Linked DNA regions of Sus scrofa: region 2 is linked to region 1. A link is a contact called in public Hi-C data. All regions are on one chromosome and are shown on one strand. The core of a region is the stretch at or near the end of the contact, and the rest is flanking DNA. Distances in the headings are between cores, read along the strand shown. Region 1 holds the start of LTBP2 (latent-transforming growth factor beta-binding protein 2). Region 2 overlaps AREL1 (apoptosis-resistant E3 ubiquitin protein ligase 1).

Region 1 (6,129 bases), core at 2,124-4,623:
AATAATCTGGAGGAGGAGCCAAACTCAGCATGTGATGTGATGTGTGCACCTGTGTATGGCAGGTGCTTGTGGGTGGCACCCAGCCCAGGTCCTTACACACTTGTGCACACCTACCAGCCTTATGGGAATAATCTGCTTTGTTCATCACCACCTCATTTCACAACTGCTAATAGTGCACCCTCCCACCCCTACTCTCCTCTCCCACCTTTCCCTACTCCCGAACGCCAAGAGGATAAGCTCCTCTATGATCTGACCCAGCCTATGCCTCCAACCTCGGCCCCGTGGCTCCCCTACACCAGGGTGCAGCCCCGCCCCTAGGCCAGGGCCAACAGTGACAAGCCCTTGTCCTCCGGCAGGGCTGCACCTCGGAGCTCCACTCCTGTCACCTTCTCTCTGCTTCCCCACATGCTGCCCATCAAACCCCAGGGGCTCCGGCTCACAGGGCCTCCTTCTCCTCTGGGCCCCTCAGCCACAACCGTTCATTCCTTTATGCTTAACGTGAGGCTCCTGGTACTAGAAAGCATGTCACCAGTGCCTACCTGGTCATTTTTCCAGCTCAATTTGATGTAATTGAGTTGCTCTCCTGGCAGAAACAATGGCCTTTGTCCCAGGGCCCCATTCCCCTGGCCCGTGCTCTGCACACTGGCTCTTAGGAAGCATGTATTCACTTGCCGGGGCCAGGAACGGAAAAAAACCTGAAACCTGGCAAGTGCTCCATTATGGCCTGCTGACTGATCCTACATGTAAGCGACTTGGCCGTGCGTGGGGCCACACTCTGCCTTAAGCTGGGCCTTCTGCGGGCAGCGGTGCGTTCACTCACTCACTGAGCAGATACGTAACAAGCATCAACTATACATAGGCACTGTTCTAGGCGCTGGGACAAAGCCTCTCTTTTCGTAGAGCTTACAGAGTGTGGGCTGGGACCCCAGATCATAAATGCAGAAACAGAAACATAACAGGTCAAGTGGGAATAAGTGCTGTGAAGAAACGTAAAGCAGGGTGAAGGGAGAGGGAGCTGGGACAGGACTAGACAGGACAGGCCTCCCTAAGCAGAGGTCTGCCGGGTGGGAGGGAATCCTGCTGAAATATAAGAGAAGGTTGCTACAGCCAAGGAAATGAAGGAGTGGAGAGGAGGTAAGAATGTCCTCAGGAGTAGAAACGGGGGTGTCGGGTCCTTCATGCTGGGGGACTGAACCCAACGGGCCCAGGCAAAAAAAGCCTGCAGGGTTCCTCCCCAGACACCGCGACGCCCCACCCCCACCCCGCACTGCCTGGGACTCCCGTGCCCTCCATTCTGGAGACACCTGTTATACTCAGGCAAGGCCAAGCGCTCCGCAGCCGTGAGGGTCCTTAACTGGGGCTGCAGGTTGCTGGGCAGCCTCCCCCACGCTGCGAGGGTGCCCCCGGAGGGCAGTTGCTGGCGCCCCCCAGGGAGAGGGAAAAATGCAAATCGCAGAGTGGGCAGGGAGACTCAGCCCTGAAAAGCGTGAGAGTCGCGCGGACACCGAGCGGTATAGGCGCACACACAAACCCCACGTACCCGCAGTGTCTCAGCCATATCGGGGGCTCCTGCCCGCGAGCCTACCCCCACTTCCAGCCCAGCCATCCGCGGGCTCAGGCGGATCTGTGCCCCAATCCATACTCTTGTCCCCAAGAGCAGACTTCGTTGACAGCACCCTTCCTGGAGATGCATCTGCCTTCGCACTCCGGAGCCTCAACATCCTCCACCTACCCGCGCTCTGAGCCCACTCGGCTTCCCCTGGGCCTCAAGCCCTGGAACGTCTACCCTCCTGCCCCCTCTCGCCTCCCTTTCGGATCCCTGCATCGTTGCGGGCGTCTTCAGGCACCGGTTAGAGGCGGGCTGAGGGAGGGCGGGAGAACGCACCCACTCCTTGGGTAAGGATTTAACGTCGGGTCACCACGAGCTGGTACGAAAGGGTACGGATGGTGTTTTTCTTTGAAAGCGGGTCAGATCGAGCCCAACTTTGGGACCTCGGTCTGTTTCCCTGCAGTACTAAGGAGAGAGGGACGAAGGGCGGAGCCGGGCGCCCTCTCCTCTCGCCTGCACATCCCTCCACGAAAGAGCGCACGGGAGACTGGCCCTCGCTCCCTTTAGCCCCCATGCTTCCCTCTCCAATGCTCACCCCGTAAGCCGCCCTCGCGCAGCTCGCGGCCGCTGAACCGTCCCGAGGCGCGGGAGAGCTGCGGCAGCCCGGTCCCGGGATGCCGGCTGCTGCTGGCTCAAGGAACGGCTTCTCCAGGTCTGCGCAGGTGGCTGGACTCGACGCGGCTGCTGCGCGCGGGGCGGCCTCCTGGCCTCGGTCTCGGCGGGCCTCCTGGCGCTGCCCCAGCCAGGCTGGGCCCGCTCCTCGGGCGGCAAACCCGGGACCGACGCGTCCTGATCCCGGAACAGACCGTACACCTTGGCTGCAGCCGCTGCGGGGTGGCTGCCCCCGGGGCGCCGCAGCCGATTCGCGTCCCTGCCAGCCGGCTCGTATCTTCCCACCGGGTCCCTCTGAGCATGACCCAAGCCCACGAAGAGAGCCAGGGTGAGCGGCAGGAAGCTCCTCCAGGGGTTCCTCAGGGCGCGCCCGGGGCAGCGGCGGGTGGTCGAGGGCCTCATGGCGCCTGGGCGGCTGCAGAGCGGTGCGCACGGGGAACAGCCCAGGGGCTAGCTGTCGGTGCGCCAGGCCGCCAGCGGGCTGCGCTCCGGACCCCACCGGGTGGCCCGCCTTTCCCCGTCTAGGGCCCCCGAGTCAGACTACGGGCCGGGCTCTCTCTGGAGCGAGGGCCTGGCGGCGGGAGCGGCCCGGGGCTGCGCGCCCTGAGCCCAGCGATCGCGCTCTGTCTCCAGCTGCGCGCGCACTGCTGTTGCACCTTCGCGCCTTCTCCCAGTCACTGTAGCCTTCTGAAGGGGAATCGGAGCGTTTTATTTTTGGAAACCTCCCCCTGACTTTTCGTCTCTTTTATCCACACCATGCCCCCTCCTCGGAGGGACAGCTCAGCCCCCTCATTACGGGAGAGGGAGAGAGGAATTCCAGCAACACCCACTTTGGCACCGGGAAGCGAGCGGGCGGCGAGGGGGGTTAACCCGTGAGGAACTGGGGGCGGCGCAGGGCGGACCAAGGTCTGGTAGGGGAAATGACGCCTGCTGGGACAGGGGCAGCCCCGAGCCACCTTTCTCCTGTCCTGGGCAGGCTAAACTGCTGACCTGTCCAGAATTCATCTCCAGCCCCTGACCTCAGGGACAAACGCCGGGTTGGATGACCCAAGGCTACAGCCTCGAACGTCTGAAGGATATCAGGAGAGGTGCCAAGACGGCATGATAGACAGGCTCCGAAGGATGGGCCCCGGGTCCTTCGTTTTCCTCCCGGGCCACTGGGGGCGTCGGCCAGGGGTGCCTCTAGGGCTGGGGCAGCGCGAGGCCGCTCGCCTCCCTCCGCAGTGGTGGGACGCGGGCGCGCTGGAAGGTCGCCTGGAGGGAGCGCGCCCTCTGGTGGACTTGGCGGCGTCTTAGCCGTCCTGCGTCTTGTAGAGACCTGCCGCTGCCAGCCGCCTTCCTTCCTTGATCTTAATCCCTTTCCTGTTTGCGTCAGGGTCGAGCCCAGGCCTGAGGCGTTGACAGAACCTGCAAGAGGTGTCCTCTTTTTCACGGAGGAAAAAAACATGGAAGACCTGGAATAAGGTCACTCAAGGAGACAGCGTGTGTCCAAGAGGCGAATGAAATGCAGGTGCCTCCTGCCTGGGGCTCAGAGGTCCATTCCCTAGACTCCCATTCAACCCCTCACTCCCTACGGATTGGATGAGCCTCTGATGGATCCAGGGTGTGTGCTCAACTCCTTGTGCTGGCAGGGAGAGGGCAGGGCTGCTAGAATGCCAATGGCCACCCATCTTAGTACCACTCAAGAGTGAGCTCACTATGTACACACATGGTCCCCTGCCCTAAAGTCTAAAGGCCTGGCAACCATGGCTGTCCCAGCCCCCTGCAGCCTATGGGCTTCCTAGAGAGGCAGGGGGATGGAGCAGGCAGGAAGGCACCAGTTTATAACTTTCCATACAAAGGGCCGACTCAATTAATGCTTCATGCTGAAATACAACCTCAACTCCTGACCTTGGCCTCCAAAGCCCTGTAGGACTGCCCACCTCTCAGATCTATCTCTCCTCTTGTGGGGCACCCACCGCAATGCAGCTGCCCTGGCGTCCTCTCTGCTCCTGGAACAAGCCACGTTGATGCCCGCTCCTTCTCCCTGGGAACACTCATCGCCAAGATGTTTTACAGGACCAGCTCCTCATCATCATTTCACCTCTCAGCTCCAACTTCACCGCCTGGAGTGGCCACCCCTGACCCCTCCAACGCAGAGCAGCCTTCCCACTCCCAAGTCATCACTTTCTAGTCCATCACCCTGGTTCAGCTTCACTGCTCTAGACTAGTTGAAATTCTCCTATTTGTTTACCCGTGTAACTGACTTGTTGAATGGGCTGAACCTGAAGAGGGGCAATCAGGAAGCAGCTCTGTGGTTCTCCCCTCACTGCCTTCAGCCACATTATGGTGAATTTCTCTTCTCCACCCTTAATGACATCTCAAGCAGAGTCCTTGGCTTGCCCATCCCCTCCAGTCACAAGAACAGTTTCATGTCTATAATTAAGACCAATTTCCAGGCTCTAAAAAGTCTGGTCCTGTCCAAATCAAAACCTCATCCAATTGAATCAAATCTTGTATCCAGCTGAATACCCCTCCTCTCCCTCCACCGGGCCTGTCCCCTGGCTCCAGACCTTGTCGTGGGGAACGTAGGGTGTGGTCTGATTTTCTGACTTTCCTTTTCTGCCAAGACTTCTCTGTGTCAGGGTTGGGGGCAGATATTAGGGGGCAAGTGGCAAAGTTGTATGTGACAGGTGCCCTTGGCTGGCAGGTGCCAAGTGGTGGCTCTTTCATGGGTATACTTTTGGGTTCTTGGGATGCTCTCTGCAGGATCCCCACCCTGCATCACTTCAGCAAAGCACTCTCTGGACAACTTCCCTGTGTCCCCTACCACCCCATGGGACTTTCCATCCAAGCCAACAAACCAGTGGTGAGTTGGCTGCATCTCACGCTGGTGTAAGAGCCACTCCAGCCAGGCTCCAAAGTCAGGATTCTCCAGATAGGAAGTACACAAAAGTGCCTTCATTTATGTACATCTCCAATTCCTAAAGACATAGGTTGGGTTCTCCCAAGATCTTTCTTGCTGTGTTTTGGTGCATCAGAGGTGCTTGCAGCTTCCAGCACCTCAACTAGACTCAGTGGAGGCAGAATTATGGGGAGTCATGCTATTCTCATCTTCTTTGGAAGCTGCCAATATCTATACCTGGTCTTCTTAGGGCCCTGTTCACTTGGTTTGCATTGGGGAGCACCCTCTGGGGAAACCTCAGCCCTGCTTACTAATGCAATGGTCCTATAACTCAATGACTTCCTTCAATCCCATCCATTTGTAGCCTGGAATCCAGAGATGTGGCTGGGTAGTTGTTGAACTGGCTCTGCCTTTAATAAGATGCCTAGTACTTCTCTTTGGAATGTGAAAACATTTAGTTCTTGTTCTAGCCTTTGCAGCTTTAGCAGACGTTCAAAGACCATAGGAAAAATCCTGTTTGACCACCTCTAAAATTATTGCCTGACTTCCCAAACCGCAATGATAACTCAAAGGAATAGATAGCCCACCTGCCTGGCTTGCCGCTGTTTCCCCGGAACTTAGAACAGTGTGTGCATTTAATAGAGAGCCAAGAAACACATGTTCAATGGATGGCTGACTGAATGAATGACAGCTTTATCCCATTGGGTAGGGAAGGCTGGTATCCTCAGACCCATTTTCAGAGAGAAAAACTGAGTTCCTGGTGGTAGTTACTGGTCCAAGTTCATGTGCTTTGCTGCCTTTAGGGCTGGCCCTAAGGATCTTCTTGAATCCTACACCTTGCATTTGGGGACGAATGCCATCCCAGTTCCCAGAATGCCCAGTTCTCTCTCTGAGACACCGCTCCGTCACTGCTATGGGACAGCCTCAGCACCACACCTCCCTTGCTGTGCCCTGTTAGCCAGTCAATCCTTAAGTTCTGGGCTCCCTTTCTCTCCCCATTACCTGCCTGATTCCTCTCTCCTCT
Region 2 (6,129 bases), core at 1,600-4,099, 43 kb after region 1:
AGGGCAGGAGGGCAAGCAGGGCTGAGCCAGGCCGGGGCTCCGGGAGGACATTCTACCGCAAACCAACTGCTTTGGAAGCGATTACTGGGGAAACGCAAAAACATTTCTAAATTTTTCTTTTCCTTCCCCACCTCCAACTTAAGTACCGAATCATCACTTAAAGCACTCGCTTGTTCCTCAAGTCCTTTTAAACATTCATTTATTTACTGTACAAAATATTTACACTATCGCTGCAACTGTCTGGCCCTTTTGCCTGGCCTGACAAATTTGCAGCAGGGCTTGGTCTCCGCTGAAGTTCTAGAAACACACCGACGTTCTCCATGGTGTTCACTTGGTGCCTGGTCTCCTTCAAAGACACTGAAAAGCCAGGAGGTTAGCTGCGCCCCCCGCCCCAAGTACCTGGGCCACAAGGGCATAAATAAAAGAACTGTCCTTCAAAGACACTGAAAAGCCAGGAGGTTAGCTGCGCCCCCCACCCCAAGTACCTGGGCCACAAGGGCATAAATAAAAGAACTGGCCAACATAAGAAAGGTAAATAGAAAACCCTCAAGAAGCAACAGACACTCTTCCTTCTCTCCGACATGGTGTGCCTTTCCCCGTACTGGCTCATTCCAAAGCAGGATTAGGGAAAAAGGTCAAAGGAAAGGCCAAAAGAGCTAAGATACTTTTGAACAGAGTTAGGAGAAAGAGAGTAAACGGGAAGAATAGAAAACCACAACAGTACCAAAGGATTTTGCGAAACAAAGACCCCGGGGCTAACGACCACCACAGGATGCAGCTGTGCTGCAGTGGTATCCAGGTTGCTCTGAAAAGTGCTATGACTAGAACCTAAAATGACAGATCTAGCCAAGGAAATCAATTCAAGCTCCAGCATCAGTCTCTGGAGGGGAGAATGCAGAATCCAGAAGAGGGACAACGGCCAAAGACAGCAGCAGCAGCCCACACGCCCCCAGCTGGAAACCCCTCTCCGGGCCTGAGGGGCACCATCGTTTCCCAGGGGGGATGATGAAACCTGCCTGTACATATCCCATGGGAAACCACCGGGGCAGGCGGCAGCACCTTGTCCTGGTCCCTGAGGAGAGCAGTGACCGTGTGTGGCATGGAGGACCCTGGGGTATAGAGGCCCTGATGCTGGATCCCAGACCCCAAGGGTGAGTGAGGTCAGCACCCACGCCAAGAAGGACAAATGACAACTGCGAAGGAGTGAGGTCAGGCAGGAACTGTAGCAGCTCAGGAGGGCTTGTTCCTCAAGATCCCTGGGAACAGGAGGGCTCAGACGTGCTTCCAGGAGGCCAAGGCACTGCCACAAGTCCCGCCTCATCTCTGGACTCTTTGTACTTGCTGGTTTTGGCAATAAAGATGGCTTGTAATATTCTGAGTTGAATGCCTCGTTGGGCATGGTAGCTTGTAGCAAAGCCTTCTTAGAAATTTGGAAAACCGATGAGATTTTGAGGCTTGAAAATGTTTTCATTCACATTGGAATGAAAAAGGTGGTTGTCATCTTCCAACAAGCAGCTGCAGGTTCTCTTCAATCATCACATAATGATGCACCCAATGTATCTTCCTTCCTCCTTAAATCCCTTGCTGGTAACTGATGGAGTGACCAGAAGTAACTGGAACAGCTAAGTGTTTATGGTCTGACATATCTCCTGCCTGTGTGGTCCCCGTGTCCTGATCCTAAGGACCTGTGACAAGTATTCAATGACTGATTCCTTGTCGCTTGCCCTAGTGCTGCTGAAGAACAGCAAGCACAGAGAACTAGGGATCAGCGGCGTGCTATTGCTCTGTCCCCGTCTCTTGTTCCAAAATTTTCTTCGGTAGAAACCTAAAGACTCCCCAGCTCCTAGCAGACTGTGTAACCTGGAAGGAAGTGGCTAGGCCCAGCCACCCATCAGTGTAAAGAACCAAGTCAGGGACAAGCGTCAGTAGTCTTCAAGCCAGCCGCCTGCCCAGACACGCCCCAGAACCCCAAAGGAGAATCTCATTCAGCACTGGAGGCAACGGCCCGGCTACCTTTCACATTCTTAGGTCTGTCCGTTTGTCTCACTGGCTCCCACTCGAGGAAAAGCTTATTAGAGAGGTCCTCTTGATGGATTAATGATCATTTCCAGAAACACGTGCAAGGAAAGCTCCTTTTCCAGTTCTAGACGTCACAGAAAAGGATCCTTTTGTGCTATTGGTCACCATCAGAGGCAGGCCAGTGCCACAGCTGGGGCTTCCGGTCAAGCCGGGGGACGAGACTGAAGCCTGCTCCTATGGGCCGCTTCCTATCTGTGCTTCTCCTGGCGGGAAGAGGCAATCACCCGCCTGTGATGAGGACTCACGGACCTCAGGTCAAGTAGGGAGGGCCACAGAGGGGACCTCCAAGGAGCATCAGCAGAGGAGGCTGCGCAAGGCGAGGACACCCGCTCAACAAGAAAGCCAAGCCCTTGGTGTGATCTCGCTCAGCTACCGAGGCAGCTCCCGCTACTGAGAGCTCCTAAGAAGCAGGTGCGATTACTGCAGCATGGCCGCCTCTCTGACTGAGCGGGTAGTTCCGATTACGTACCTGCCAAAGTGGCCGGTGGGGGAGATGGGAAGGGAGGGGGCGAGGGAAGGACAAGGCTTGTAGGTAACCAAACACTCCAGACACTGGGAAGCATGCAGCAGCTTCTGGCTGATGGTTATGTGTGTGTGAGGGCCAGTGGTTAGGTCTGTTATGTGCACCCGGATGCTCCAGAAAGCACGGGAGCCAAGTGGATGGCAGGAGAGTGGTCAGAGCATGCCAAAGCCCTCGCAGCCCTCGCTGATGGCCAGCTGCAGCATCCTGTGCACCTCTTCATATGAGTCATACGTAGGGAGGCACAGCTGGTTGAAACTGGAAGGCCAAGGGGGAGAAGCGATTAGCTCACACCACCAGAAACACTGGCAAGGGCCAGACAGCTAACCCCCAGGCCAGCGTGCCCGCCAGTCGATACCCACCACGTGTGTGCTGTTGGTAGTGTGCTGTGGGTTGGGGCGGCGATGATCTGAAACGAGGGACAGAGGGCGGCAAAGCCTCCGGGTGGGAGCTGGGAGGAGCCTGTCGTGAACTGGAGCAGCCGAGCCAACTCCTCTTGCGTCAAACTGGAAACCACCGTCCAAAACCACCTCATGACCTGGCAGGGAGAGCACAGGCTGGGGTCACGCTGGTGTGTATTCTAGGATTTGACCCCTAGCGGAGGAAGAGGATACCCTGAAGTGGGGGTAGGTCCTGGTTACTGCACACAGGTAGGAATGGTTAGAGTTGACAACCGCTTTAATAGGGATTTTTTTTTTTTTTTTTTTTTTTTTTTGGAGGGGGGCACACAGGTGGCACGGGGAAGTTTCTGGGCCAGGGGTCAAACCCACACCACAGCAGCAACCCTTAATCTGCTGCTCCACAAGAGAGCTCCTAAAAGGAACTGATAGTGTCCCACAGTCGGGAGGGTAGTTGCCGACTGCTTGGTTCTATTGCTCTGCCTGTCCAACACACTGCCTCTGTGGCAGTCAGCAGGCCAGGCCTTGGGGCCAGGGCTCCCTTCCTCCTGGACACGCACCTGCCTCTCCCACATATATCACTTTTCCCCCGTCAACACGTCTGCTTCTCTGACTCCTTGACTTTTTTCTCCTGAAACTTTGTCCTTATCACACGACACAAAGTCAACTGAAAGAAGTTTGGCCCACTTACTTTTTCTCTGAAATGCCACGAGCCACCAACGACCACTGCATGGGCTTTGAAGTCTGACACACTGATGTCCCCAGTCCCACACATCAGCAGCTGGAGAAAACAGTCAGAGGGGCCAAGACCCACCAGAAGGTCAAAATATGTTAACGTGCAAAATGTGGAATAAAGAAAACACCAAGAAAAAGACATAAAGTGAGGTTATGATGCCAGAATACTGCTTTAGGGAAATTAATTGTAATAGGCCAATGGTTCCTAACCAGTTCGGTAAAAAATCACCCAGCTTTTGAAACATATATATAGATAGGGCCTGTGGCCTTACCCCAGACTATGATCAGAATCTGCAGGAATGGGTTACAAGCTTGTGTATTTTGAAAAAGTTTCTCAAGCATTTGTGATGTGCACCCCTAAATAAGAACTGTTGCTATGGGTTATTTGAAATTGAAACAAAGGGTTAAAAAGGGAACCAAGTGTTTACTGACAGTCTGCTCTGGATGAGGCCTGGGAATACCGGGGGGAAAAGCAGACCCATTCCCTTGGGTGAAGACCCCCAGCCCCGTTTATGAATTTGTTAGATGGCCTTCCCTTTTTTCCAGGATCCACCATCCTTCTTTTATGGATTGAACTTTTACTACCGTCCCTGCAGCCCTGCCTCTACTTGATCAGATAAATGACAAAGATGCCAAAAATGAGCGCATTAATGACATCGGAGCCCTAAATATCTTGTTGATGTCCTAATTTGGTTCAGGATCCAGCAAGTTACTTAGCAGACTGGGAGTACTCATCCCATAGTTATAAAGAATGATACATGCTAATCAAGAGACAAGAAAAGCCCAAATTAAGCCTGAGCAGCCTGGCTCCTTCAAAAAGAACTCGCTAAGCTACCGAGCAACCGAGAGCAGGATGGGTTACAACCATAAGAGACTGTGTCCTTCCTCCTCCTCCCTCTACGAACTGTAACAAATGCTTTGCTTCAGGATAAAACAAAACACACCAGTAGCTGTTCCTCAGCCTAGAAAATGACAGTACTAGGTGACAAGTCCGGCAGAAACTTGAGCCTCGAGAGATGGAGAGTTCGCTATGTGGACTTCCTATCTACATGAAAATTGCACAAGACTGATTCTTGTTCTCAAAGCCAGTTTGGTTCATAAGAACTGAAATTACTTTTGATTTCCTCATCTTAAAAGAAGAACTTCCTCCGTATAGGAGACAGTTTGTAGAAACATGCCCCTCATAAAGGCTATGGGAAGTTAAAACTAAACTTGTGTGTATCATCTGTGAGGAGCAGGCGAAAACAAACTGGTTTTATTTTCTGCCTACTCCTGAAGCTCACAGAACTTCAATCTTGCTAATTATAGTAAGATGTTTGCCATTTTATAGTTGCATTCTGGTTGTTACAGGATCTAAAATAAGAATACATTAACTAGAGAGTGCTGCAGCCCAGAGCTATGAAATACATCACATCTCTCGCTTTGTCTCCTTCATAGAATGTAGCTAGCTCCATGTGGGCAGGGACTGTGATTTATTCACTGCTAGCTCCCCAGTTCCTCAAACGTACATGGCACCGAGGAGGCACTCAATAAACGGTCTCTGAACAAATACATTCTATTATTCCCTTAAATCAACCTTAAATGTCATAGGATTTACAAAGACTGTACAGCACACCAACATTCTTTACTACTACCAGTATTAGTAATATTTGATGGATAACTAAACATGATTATTCTTCAGAAATAGTTATTTGCTAGTTCCCAATTTCACATTCAATTTTTTTTTTTTTTTTTGGTCTTTTCTAGTGCTGTGCCTGCAGCATATGGAAGTTCCCAGGCTAGAGGTCTAATCGGAGCTGTAGCCGCCAGCCTAGATCACAGCCACAGCAACACAGGATCCAAGCCGTGTCTGCAACCTACACCACAGCTCACAGCAACACTGGATCCTTAACCCAATGAGTGAAGCCAGGGATTGAACCTGCAACCTCATGGTTCCTAGTCGGGTTCATTAACCACTGCACCATGACGGGAAATCCACATTCAAATTTTTTAAATTGACCCTGGAGAAGGGGTCAATGTGTAAGTGAAACCAACCCATAGAGGGCTTTCCTACCACATCTCATAACAGGAGATGCAGTAAGCTGGGTCCAAGCCAAGAACAGGGGATTTCATTTTTTTTTTTTTTTTTTTTTTTTTTTTTTAGGGCTACATCTGCGGTATATGGAAGTTCCTAGGCTAGGGGTTGAATGGGAACTGCAGCGGCTGGCTTACGCCACAGCCACAGTAACACCAGATCCGAGCCGCATCTGAGGCCTATACCACAGTTCACAGCAACACTGGATCCTTAACCCACTGAGCAAGACCAGGGATCGAGCCCGAGTTCTCACGGATGCCAGCTGGGTTTGCTACCACTGAGCCACAATGGGAACTCTCAGGGGATTTCAATTGTAAGCACTC

Evidence for each region. A called contact is a pair of places that touch in the nucleus more often than the background predicts.
Region 2: a contact with region 1 is called in a Hi-C map of liver, with 3 times the contacts expected there. The contact joins the enhancer-like site here to the promoter of LTBP2 in region 1. A contact is called at or near these places in 1 of 5 promoter capture datasets (liver), 8 of 47 Hi-C or Micro-C datasets (blood, brain, embryonic fibroblasts and 2 more) and 1 of 2 datasets of contacts at active chromatin or transcription factors (skeletal muscle).

The regions. Positions count from the first base shown.
Region 1 is chr7:97,849,475-97,855,603 of Sscrofa11.1, forward strand. It overlaps LTBP2 (latent-transforming growth factor beta-binding protein 2), which reads right to left and starts at 3,374. Exons shown (of 34, transcript XM_021099520.1): 1 at 2,145-3,374. The coding sequence starts at 2,623.
Region 2 is chr7:97,893,297-97,899,425 of Sscrofa11.1, forward strand. It overlaps AREL1 (apoptosis-resistant E3 ubiquitin protein ligase 1), which reads right to left. Exons shown (of 20, transcript XM_005656411.3): 18 at 3,689-3,778; 19 at 2,962-3,137; 20 at 1-2,857. The coding sequence ends at 2,755. Among named protein-coding and RNA genes, the nearest start is that of LTBP2, 44 kb to the left of the region's middle. Within about 2 kb of position 2,850, at least 8 of the 83 cell types and tissues checked have an H3K27ac peak or open chromatin away from gene starts, as enhancers often do. A contact at or near this core is called in liver, where this site is marked.